Regions from separate parts of the Zea mays genome. Here region 1 is linked to region 2. The links are chromatin contacts, called in public Hi-C maps. All regions are on one chromosome and are shown on one strand. The core of a region is the stretch at or near the end of the contact, and the rest is flanking DNA. Distances in the headings are between cores, read along the strand shown.

Region 1 (5,345 bases), core at 2,701-5,200, 85 kb before region 2:
TGTACATAAAAAGTGTTGTCAATCTATGCAATCAACTATCATGCAGTTATGTTCATTGTTTCTCCTTAACTAAGATACTGCAATTGATAGAAAATTGATACTCTAGCTACAAGAATTGTGATATTCATATTCACTTACATGGACAATGTATACAACAAAAGGAGACATGAAAACATCATTAAATCTTTCCTAGGAGAAGCCCATGCTAATTTAGAATTCACTATGTTGCAGCCCTAACCTCATATGTAGTCATCACCATGACATGGTGGATCAAGAGAAGAACAAGCAAGATAAAAAGATCATTGCATTGTGAGAAAAACACGACCACGACATGGTGTATAAATACATAATTAATCTAATGAGATGTGGGTAGAGTTTATCAGTAATACCACAACTATGTTATCCTCTTTGTCGAAATCTAATGGGACCTGCACAATAAACTTGAGGTTCTTCTCCCTTCCCGCTAAAACAATGCAAGCATATAATTAGTCAAAACACCAATAGGATTGACATAACCGTCCGCATATGTAGTCACACATACAATAAACTGTTTTAGTGTAATAGCTGATGGTTGTGTTCTCATTTTCATGTACAATAGTTGTGTTTCTATTTTCTCTTTCAAACTATACATGTTACATTCAGATCGAGTTCATGTAATTTTCTAGAAAAATGGAAAGATGACTGCTACCAGACAAGGTGTAAATTATGAAGAACCATACCTGCACAATGAACTTGAGGTTCTTCTCCCTTCCTACTGAAACCATACAAGCATATAATTAGTCAAAATAGCAATAGGTTGGTTACATCCATCTATCGAGTAGAATAATTTAAAAGAAAATAACCAAAGATGATAATAGCTAGCATGAACATAACAAAAAAATTAGACATTGGTGTATGGGAAAGGGAAAATAAAACGGTAATTCTAACTCCACATATTACATTCAGATGATTGTAATGGCATTTTTAACTAAATAATAGGATTGTCCAGAAATTTTAATGGCATTTTTTTCTCGAATATCCAGAGAGCTGTGCATCAACGCAAGGAGAAGAGTGTATAAGAAAACAATACAGACACACAATAGCACTGAATAAAATGAAAAGGCAAACTAACTTAAATAATTGGCCAAATGCAAAATTTGGAACTGTCCTAAAGATTGGAAGTTCATTTCACAAATATTATTCTTACTGTAGGATAGTGTTCATTCATGTCATTAGTTCAAGTGACGAGGCACAAGTGATAAAGAAAATTGTGGAAGGCACAAGTGACGAGGAAAACAAGTTTGAATATAACTACCAATTGCTTAAATGAGTAGTGAATCAAACTGGACAACAGCACAAGCCATTTCTAAGTCATTTTAGAAGTTAATAGAAACCGAATGATCCAATTGAACTCAATGGAGGTAGTTATCGCGACGCATGGTTCTTCGTATCTGCAACATACAAGATATTCCTTTTGGAATTGTAAGCAAGACCCTATAATAGGTGGCAAGGAATAGTTGTATGACTTTACATGCATGACAAGAGAAAGTTCAGATCATGAAGATTTAAATAATTTTGTCTCAAGAAAGATAGGCATAATAAAAAGAACATCAGTTCATAACTTCAGAGCATGCAGACTCAGGACATGACAACACATAATACTCATTCAATTTAGCAGCAATTGCATATGGATGACTACTATTGCCAAGTTATCTCAAACGTTAAGAGCTCATAGCATGTTTATGTAAGAGCGATATCTATTGCATGGAAATAAGAGTTGTTTCTTCCCCTGAGGGTGGTCAAATAGGGCAGCATCAAATTGGCCATTCAACAATCCTTTCTCAGAACTCCCAACTTGACATATGAACTGCCCTTCCAAGTTGGTCACCACTTTAATCACAGAAGAGAGAAGTAAGGCTTTAGTAGTAAAAAGAACAAAAATCAATTTTCTAAGATAAGCAAACAGTCTAACTGATGTGCCATATTTATTCAATTGAACTTGAGGTCACAAGTGTACTTTGCTTTCCCCCAATTTTTTCAACGCTAATCCCTACTATGAACAGCTAGCTACACGCAATCCGGCATCAAACACATGAATTTTGGAACAACGATGTACATACCCGCATCACATGCCGCTCGCTCTAACCTTCAGATCGGTTGCAAACAAACTCTCGTCGTCCTATCCTCCAAACATAAAACATATTAATACATATGTATGTATATATATGACACAAACAACAACACAGGAAAAAAGAAGGGGACAACAACAAGAATCAATTTGTTACTATGCGTCATCCCTAGGTCTGGTGTCTTGGACGTAATCATCTACTTCCATGTTAATTAACCTCTTCTCTAGCCCTCCTCTTCTTTTAGCTTCTTTAGAGGCATCTTTTTTAGCCTGCAACATAGTTAGAGGCATCTTTTTTAGCCTGCAACATAGTTCCAGACTCACGTGTCCAACCCAACTTGCCAATTGAGTCACCAAAATCGAGATGGGCACAAGATCTGAGGAACATAAGAAGCAACACGAAGGGAGAGAAGAAATGAACCAAGAGCAAAAAGGCGCACCTCCTTCCTAACAAGGTTCTAGATCCTTACGTGTTCTTCTCCTGCGAGCTTCGCATCGCGTTGACCAGCGCGCACCACACGCAGATCGATCAGCACATACCGCGGTTCACCAGCGAGGAAGGACGTAAGCACCAGGGACCGGGAACACGACCCTCCATCGGCCTCAGCCTAGGTTCATGCAGACCCTCCATTATCCTCAGCGTCGTTGCGATGGCAACGGATGGCCCATCCCTAGCCTCATCTGTGCCTGCCATCGGGCGGAGAGAGCAGTGCTCATGCCATCAGGGAGGGAGGGGGGCTCTACCTCGGTGTCGTGGACTCCGCGGCGGCCACCACGCCTAGCTGCAGGATAATTTGCGTGGGACAACATCATCACCCCTGACTTCGAGGCCGGCCAGATACCATTGCGAGGGGGTGGGTGCGGAGAGTGGTGATGACGATGCAAAGCGGACGTGGAGCTGGGCGATGAGGACATGGGCGGACAGGGCACGACGAGAGGAGATGAGGAGGGCTGGTGGGGTGGGTGGGGATGTGGGGAAAGATTTCTGGCGGGGAGATCTGCAATCGCGGTAATGGAGGGCGCGGAGATCTGCATGCGCGGTTCTTGCGGCGCACAACGGGAGCTATAGAGGTGTGCGGCGGGGTCGCACGGGGCACGGGTGCAAGCGGGGGCGCGTGGGGCCATGGTGTCGCCCTGCGCCCACCTTATGTTCCTAATAGTAGTAGGGATATTATATAAACACAACTCAAAGCAACGGTTTTGTCTAGATCACAACATTTTTGTGAATACTTTCTTTTACACTTTGAAACAAAATGTTATCAGAAAAAAAACTTTCATAGCCCAGCAGATAGAAAATTAAACCTAGTGTTCCTTCCGCTCAAGAGGGGTGGGGGATATTGCAATTTACTACAAGCATAAAACGTAACGATTCAAGATTTTTTGTTTGGACCGACGCGAAACGAGCCTTCTCTGGCGAGCAGGAACATATGTTACAAGCACAACGACGTCGCCTTCAGATATCAGTCGTAGTATATGTTATCTTTCCAGAAATGGGAAACGAGCCCCATACTCTACTGCCGTGCCCAGGCGTGCTGTCACGTACGTTCGTTGGCCTCTCATCTCACCCAGAAAAGGAAAAGAGAGAAAACGAAGGCACGCGGGTGCACGGCACGTACGGAGTACACGTATACTATACCAGTGTCACTTTCCCCCCATCGCTTGTTGCACCGGTGCTGCGGCGCGGAAAGACAGAGGACGGCTGGCTGGCTGGCTGGCTGGACGGACGGACTGGACGACCGTGGGAGTACGAACGAGAAGATGGGCGGGGGCTCCTGTCCTGACCTCACGATTTTTTTGGTTTGGTATGGACCGGGCGCCGAGCCGAGATCGCGCGGCGCGGTGGGAATAGTTTAAGGCCGGGGGTGGTGGCGGGCAGCGCCCCACGTCGCGGCCTCACCTCACCACGTATACGCGTGCGAGCCGAGGCCAAGACAAGCGACGGCACTCCGCACTCAGCTTCGCTCCTCGCCATCGATCTTCATCCACGTGAGAGAGAGAGAGAGCATGTGTCGCCGACACCACTATTATGCGGTACCGTAAGATGCATCACCTATATACCGATCTTGTCACCAGTCATACAAACAAAAATGTCACCAATGTCTGGCTCTTTGATGGGGTGTTTGGTCCCTTGAAAAAGTTGAGTCTGTATCAAATTGAATATTAATTATGAGTCTTAAATAGCTCCGTGTACTTATACTTTAGTTCAGTAGAACCCAACAACCGTTGTGCCGTAGAAATTTACTAACAGTAGAACTGTAGGTCTCTCTCCGTATCTCAATTTATAATTTGTTCGACTTCTATTATCAAGTTTGATCGGTTCGTCTTATTCAAAAATCCGTAATTACTATTAGTTTTTACAGTGGTATCGTTTGAACCCTTATCTATTTGCCTTAGTGATAGATGAGGTCACGAGTGATATACAAGAAGATATTCCTTGGTGTGTATGCTTTTTTCGCTGACGATGTAGTTATAGCAGATGAAAGGCGGGAAGAAGTAAATAGAAAGTTAGAGTTATGGCGTCAGACCCTAGAGTCAAAAATGATTCAGAATTAGCAGACCAAAAACCGAGTATATGAGATGTGACTTTGATACTATAATTAGCGAGGATGGGAGATGTAAGTTTGGGAGGCCAGGTAGTACCAAAGAAGGACACCCTTCTGTTATTTGGGATCAATACTACAGAGAGATGGTGATATTGATGAAGATGTTAGTCATAGAATCAAAAGCGGGGTGGATGAAACTGCGTCGAGCATCGAGAGTCCTATGCGACAAGAGAGTGTCATGGAAGTTGAAAGGCAAGTTCTACAGGACAACGATTAGGCCTGCAATGTTATATGGGGCTAAGTGTTGGCCTACTAAGAGACGACATATCAAACAACTAAGTGTCGCAGAGATGCGTATGTTGCGTTGGATATGTGGGCACACAAGATTGGATCGAGTGAGAAACGATGACATACGCGATCGGCTAGGAGTAGCGCCAATTGAAGAAAAGCTTATTCATGTCACACCCAGATTTAAGGGGTAAACCCGGATGCGTCTCATATGTGCACCAAAGAAGAACAACACATATAACGACCAAGTGTATAGAGATAAATGTCACAAATATTATTACATAGCGGAAGTGTTTTACAAAATTAAGCGATAACAATTAAGCGAACTAATATTATTTCCTTGGCGCCATTAAGCTGACTGGGAGACGCCACCTAGACTTGATCAAACTCCTCATAGTAGTCCTCCT
Region 2 (5,219 bases), core at 1,426-3,925:
CTGCATTAATTTTTCCCCCACTTGCTGAGCCCCGACCATAAGTGAGCTCACCCTTGCTAATATTTTGATCAGAGGGTGATGCTGGAGACTTTGATGGAGAATTTATCGACGAGGAATTCTAAGTCTAACGATGCGCCGGTCAACTTCCTGTGGAAGATTGCCCAGTTGTTTATTTCCGCTTTACTTTGATGTGATACTTGTTCAAGATACAGTATTTCAGATGATGTAATAAAGTATTATACTCTCTTTACGCCTTTATTGCATTGTCTTTTGATATATTACACTTGTGACGTCAACATATGTGTGGAAATGGATCCTGGCACACATATGGTATGCGCTCGGTTCTACCCCCTGGAACCGGGTGTGACAGTCTCCCTCGGCTCCGGCAGCGGCTCTAGTATCTCCATCAACCTCCCGCCGTGCAGGTCCGGACGTGGGCGCCGAAATTGGTTTTCTGGGACAGAACCTTGTGTTCGCTGAGCTGGTCTTCCCACGTAGACAATCTACGTGCTGTGAGTTGTTCGTTGTCTCACTTTTTTTACTGTTTAATTTTGTGCAATCTGCTAGTATTAAATACTTGGGTGTGATTGCACTGTTGTGGACGGATTTGTGTGCTCGATGATGATAGCGGTGTAGTTTGACAACGTGAGAGTCTGGGTTTTAGTGTATTATCATTTTCAGCATTGATATTATTTGTGCCTAATTAAATCTCTCTTTGTTGAGGCTGTTAACCTATGTTAAATTCAGTTATTTTATTTAGTACACAGCTCCTTACTATCAGCATTTATACTTGATTATTAGGCTTATTACATCAGATCTAAAACCCTGATTTGGTAAGATAGGACTGTCACGTTAGTCGAGGATCTCTTTTCACCTTTTAGCGTTGGAGGGCTGTTTATTACAGCAACCAGCTATTTTGAGAGCAATATTTTAAGATAAACAATCATGTTTATTTGTTTAATCTGCCTTCTTCATCTGCAAGCCATGTTTAATTATGAAATGGACATGAGCAGCTATTTTACATGTTTACATGTTCTAGAATTGCTACTATTCATTGCTGCAATAATTACATATGGCATTTATCCGAGTTATATGCTTGTTTTATTCGGAATTAGAATATTTAATTTATTTAAATATAAAGGAAGCATGTCACTTGTTTCTCTAATATTACAACAGTGTTTGGTTAGAAATAATTGGAAAGAAGTTATCCACGTATCCGAACCATAATTAGGCTATTTTTCTTTTAGTGCTCTCAAAACTTTTCCTCTCGCCTTTCTCTCTTTCTCATTTTAGTGATATCTTGTTGTGTTTTAATTCTAGTCTACCACAACTTATTTGGACTAAAAGGCTATGATGATATTCACGTTTATCGTTCAACATATGATATACTTTAAGTATGATTTTGAAATTTCCATTTTAGTACTATTATTAATTTTGTTAGTGATATCGTCTAGCCTACTATATATTTTAAATATAGCTTTCAATTTTTAATTTTCGTATCAAACTTAATTTTAAAAAGTTAAACAGATTATATATTGCCTTTCCACGAGTGGGTGGTGGCTGGTTGCCCCGGCACCACAGACACAGAACCCGCACCGAGCTACAGGATTCCTGGCCGAAACATATGATATACTTTAAGTATGATTTTGAAATTTCCATTTTAGTACTATTATTAATTTTGTTAGTGATATCGTCTAGCCTACTATATATTTTAAATATAGCTTTCAATTTTTAATTTTCGTATCAAACTTAATTTTAAAAAGTTAAACGGATTATATATTGCCTTTCCACGAGTGGGTGGTGGCTGGTTGCCCCGGCACCACAGACACAGAACCCGCACCGAGCTACAGGATTCCTGGCCGAAACAAGCGGCCAGGGTTGCAACAGGCTGCCACGCGCGAAAGAAAGCAAAAAGCAGAGCTCGTTTCCCCACCCATGAGCGACTGCCGAGCCGACTACTCGACTTCCTCCTCGCCCTTCCTTCCACCGCTTCCCTCCCTTCCCTTCCATCCAGCACGCCACGCTCGCCCGCAAGTCGCAACTCGCAAGGGGTAGCGCAGAGGCGGGTCGGACGGAGAGAGAGAGAGAGAGAGAGAGAGAGAGAGAGAGAGAGAGAGAGAGAGAGAGAGAGAGAGAGAGAGAGAGAGAGAGAGAGAGAGAGAGAGAGAGAGAGAGAGAGAGAGAGAGAGAGAGAGAGAGAGAGAGAGAGAGAGAGAGAGAGAGAGAGAGAGAGAGAGAGAGAGAGAGAGAGAGAGAGAGAGAGAGAGAGAGAGAGAGAGAGAGAGAGAGAGAGAGAGAGAGAGAGAGAGAGAGAGAGAGAGAGAGAGAGAGAGAGAGAGAGAGAGAGAGAGAGAGAGAGAGAGAGAGAGAGAGAGAGAGAGAGAGAGAGAGAGAGAGAGAGAGAGAGAGAGAGAGAGAGAGAGAGAGAGAGAGAGAGAGAGAGAGAGAGAGAGAGAGAGAGAGAGAGAGAGAGAGAGAGAGAGAGAGAGAGAGAGAGAGAGAGAGAGAGAGAGAGAGAGAGAGAGAGAGAGAGAGAGAGAGAGAGAGAGAGAGAGAGAGAGAGAGAGAGAGAGAGAGAGAGAGAGAGAGAGAGAGAGAGAGAGAGAGAGAGAGAGAGAGAGAGAGAGAGAGAGAGAGAGAGAGAGAGAGAGAGAGAGAGAGAGAGAGAGAGAGAGAGAGAGAGAGAGAGAGAGAGAGAGAGAGAGAGAGAGAGAGAGAGAGAGAGAGAGAGAGCCTAGTCGACTTTCCGTTTCGGGAAATTCCCGTGCCGCTGCTCGCCGCGGCGAGTGTCGCCCTTTGGATCGGGCGAATCATCCTGACCCGCGCCCCGGAACCGCAGCCAATCGGTCGCGGGAGGGGGGGCTCGTGGCGGCGCTGCGCGCGAGGATGCGCCGCGCGGGCGGCTCGCTTCTGCTGGCCTGCTGCGCCCGCGCGCGCGCGCCCGCCGCGAGGTACGAGCGCATGACTCCCCGCCGCTGAACTGAATCGGTCCTGGGCTGGTTTTCGGCTTTTGCGCGACTGGGCCCGTGCGCCGTGACCTTATTGCGCGGGCGCCGCGCGGTTTGCGCAGGGTAGGTTTGGTGCGATGGAAGGGGCGGCGGCGGCGGAGGTGGGCGGCGGCGGCGAGGATGTGCAGATCAAGGGCGCCAAGGAGAGTGGGCAGCCCGCGGCGGCGGCGCAGCAGCCGCCGCCGCTGCCGTCCGGCAGCGAGGCGCTGGAGATGCCGGCCACGCCGCTTCCGCGGGACATGGACTGGTCCGAGCACTTCTCCTTCTTCACCTCGCCGGGCGGGTTCGCGGGCAGCTCGGACGGCGCGAGGGGCCTCGCCAGCGTCGGCCTGTCCAACTCCGAGTCCAGGCCGGACAGCGTGACGCAGCGCGGCGTGGACCACGGCGCGGAAGAGAGGGTGGAGGAGCTCACATTGAAGAACTGCATTAGCGCTGATGCTGCCCAGCCCGAAGCCTCTGCTGGTGGGAGCACGAGCGGTGGGGATAGGCCTGCTGTTATTAAGGGCCTGTGGGGTAACTTCACACGGATGGCCCGGAGAACCAGCTATTTGGCCAGCAGGGAAAACGCCGCACTGAGCTATGGCGACATTGCAAGCTCGAGGGCTGGTGATGCTTCTAGCAGGGAAAATCTGGCGACGAGCCTTGCCAACAATATCATCTCAAGGAACAACGATGTGTCTGGCAATGAGGCACCTACGAGTCGTGTCGGATATGTGAATAATGAGTTCAAGACGCCATTTCACAGCCAGCAGATTCTCTTGTCCCCTTGGTCTAATCAGGACAACGCTCTTAAAGTAAGCAGCTTCTCGAATAGGATTCTTGATCAGATGAGAAGTAAGACTGTGGCACCCCCATCTGGGGTTCTAGGGTCACCGCTTAAAAGCAAATCAAAAGGTAAAGGGGTTGCATACCAACGTGCACGGGAGGAGATCCGAGTGCAAGCTAATGCAAGACCCAGAGACCCTCTGGACAAGATCCCGACAATTCCTACCTCAATTCATGATTCTGTGGCCAGAGTGGACATGCTTTTCAGTACTAGTGGAGATGTTTCAAAATCCCACTCTGAGGGAACTAGCCTGAGGGAACTGATTAAGCCTGGGCGGCAAACGATGTCCAAGTTTGAGAAATTGCATTTGTTTAAGCAGATCCTTGATCTTGTGGATAACTGTCATGCACAGGGTTTTACTTTACAACATTTGCGACCATCATATTTTACGATCCTATCTTCAAATCAAGTTAAATATATCGGTTCTTATACCACACAAGATTTGCCAACATCAATCAAACAAGAGTTTGCTAGAGAAGATCTTGTGAGTAGAAAAAGAGCTTTTGGCCATAGAATTGATTACCAAGACTCTAATGGCCATGGAAATTTGATGCTGAAGCATCAAAAGGTTGGTGAGCAAGGCTTAGTTGCTGTCAGGCGGCTGGCAAATACATTTTTGACTGACAAAATACGCGACAATCAAATTGAAGATAACGATCCAGGTATTTCAAGGCAAGAAAATTTTAGTTACACTACCAGAGAACATTTTAAGTTCGTCGAATCATATGGCAGCAATATGTCCAGTGCTCAGCATGTATCTAGTTCTGGAACCCAACAACCAGCATTTGAATTGAGGAATATTGAGGAAAGCTGGTACAAAAGCCCAGAGGAGCTCAGTCAATTTAAAGGCACACCCCCATCAAACATCTATAGCCTTGGGGTTCTTCTATTTGAGGTATATCCAGTACTTAAGTGCCATTTTTTTGCAGCAGTATCCATAATTGGATTTTGTAGAAGTGATGTGACATTGTGCAATTGCAATTTGTAGTTTTGCGGGGTGGTATATTACTATCATTTACTAGCAAATTCAAGTGGTTTACCTAAAATCTCTGAGCTGTTGGACTTCTGACATGCATAAGCATAACATGGTGTTTCCCACGTCCCACCACATTTTAAACACGAAAGATTAACATATCAGGAAAATAAAAAATGACACAGATAATCACATTAATTTTGAGATATTTATGGTCCTTTCACAATGATCTCCATTGCCAATGAAAGAATATGATAGGCATTCTGTTTTTTTGGTGCATCAGCTTTTGGAATGCTGAAAGCACTTCACTATGCAGCATATTTGCATGACACATGCACCTTATAGTGAATCTGGTTGTGGTTTCCAATTGCTATTGAGGTTCAAGACCATGGAATTACAGGTCTACGCTTGC

Evidence for each region. A called contact is a pair of places that touch in the nucleus more often than the background predicts.
Region 1: a Hi-C map of leaf shows a contact between it and region 2, with 7 times the contacts expected there. The contact joins the enhancer-like site here to the promoter of LOC103635349 in region 2. A contact is called at or near these places in 4 of 25 Hi-C or Micro-C datasets (leaf and tassel).

Annotation. Positions count from the first base shown.
Region 1 is chr8:73,597,271-73,602,615 of Zm-B73-REFERENCE-NAM-5.0, reverse strand. It overlaps LOC103635352 (a long non-coding RNA gene), which reads right to left and starts at 465. Exons shown (of 3, transcript XR_002749004.2): 1 at 390-465. Within about 2 kb of position 3,950, at least 18 of the 20 cell types and tissues checked have an H3K27ac peak or open chromatin away from gene starts, as enhancers often do. A contact at or near this core is called in leaf and tassel, where this site is marked.
Region 2 is chr8:73,510,913-73,516,131 of Zm-B73-REFERENCE-NAM-5.0, reverse strand. LOC103635349 (protein SUPPRESSOR OF PHYA-105 1) reads left to right here and starts at 2,675. Exons shown (of 7, transcript XM_008657827.3): 1 at 2,675-4,729. The coding sequence starts at 3,086.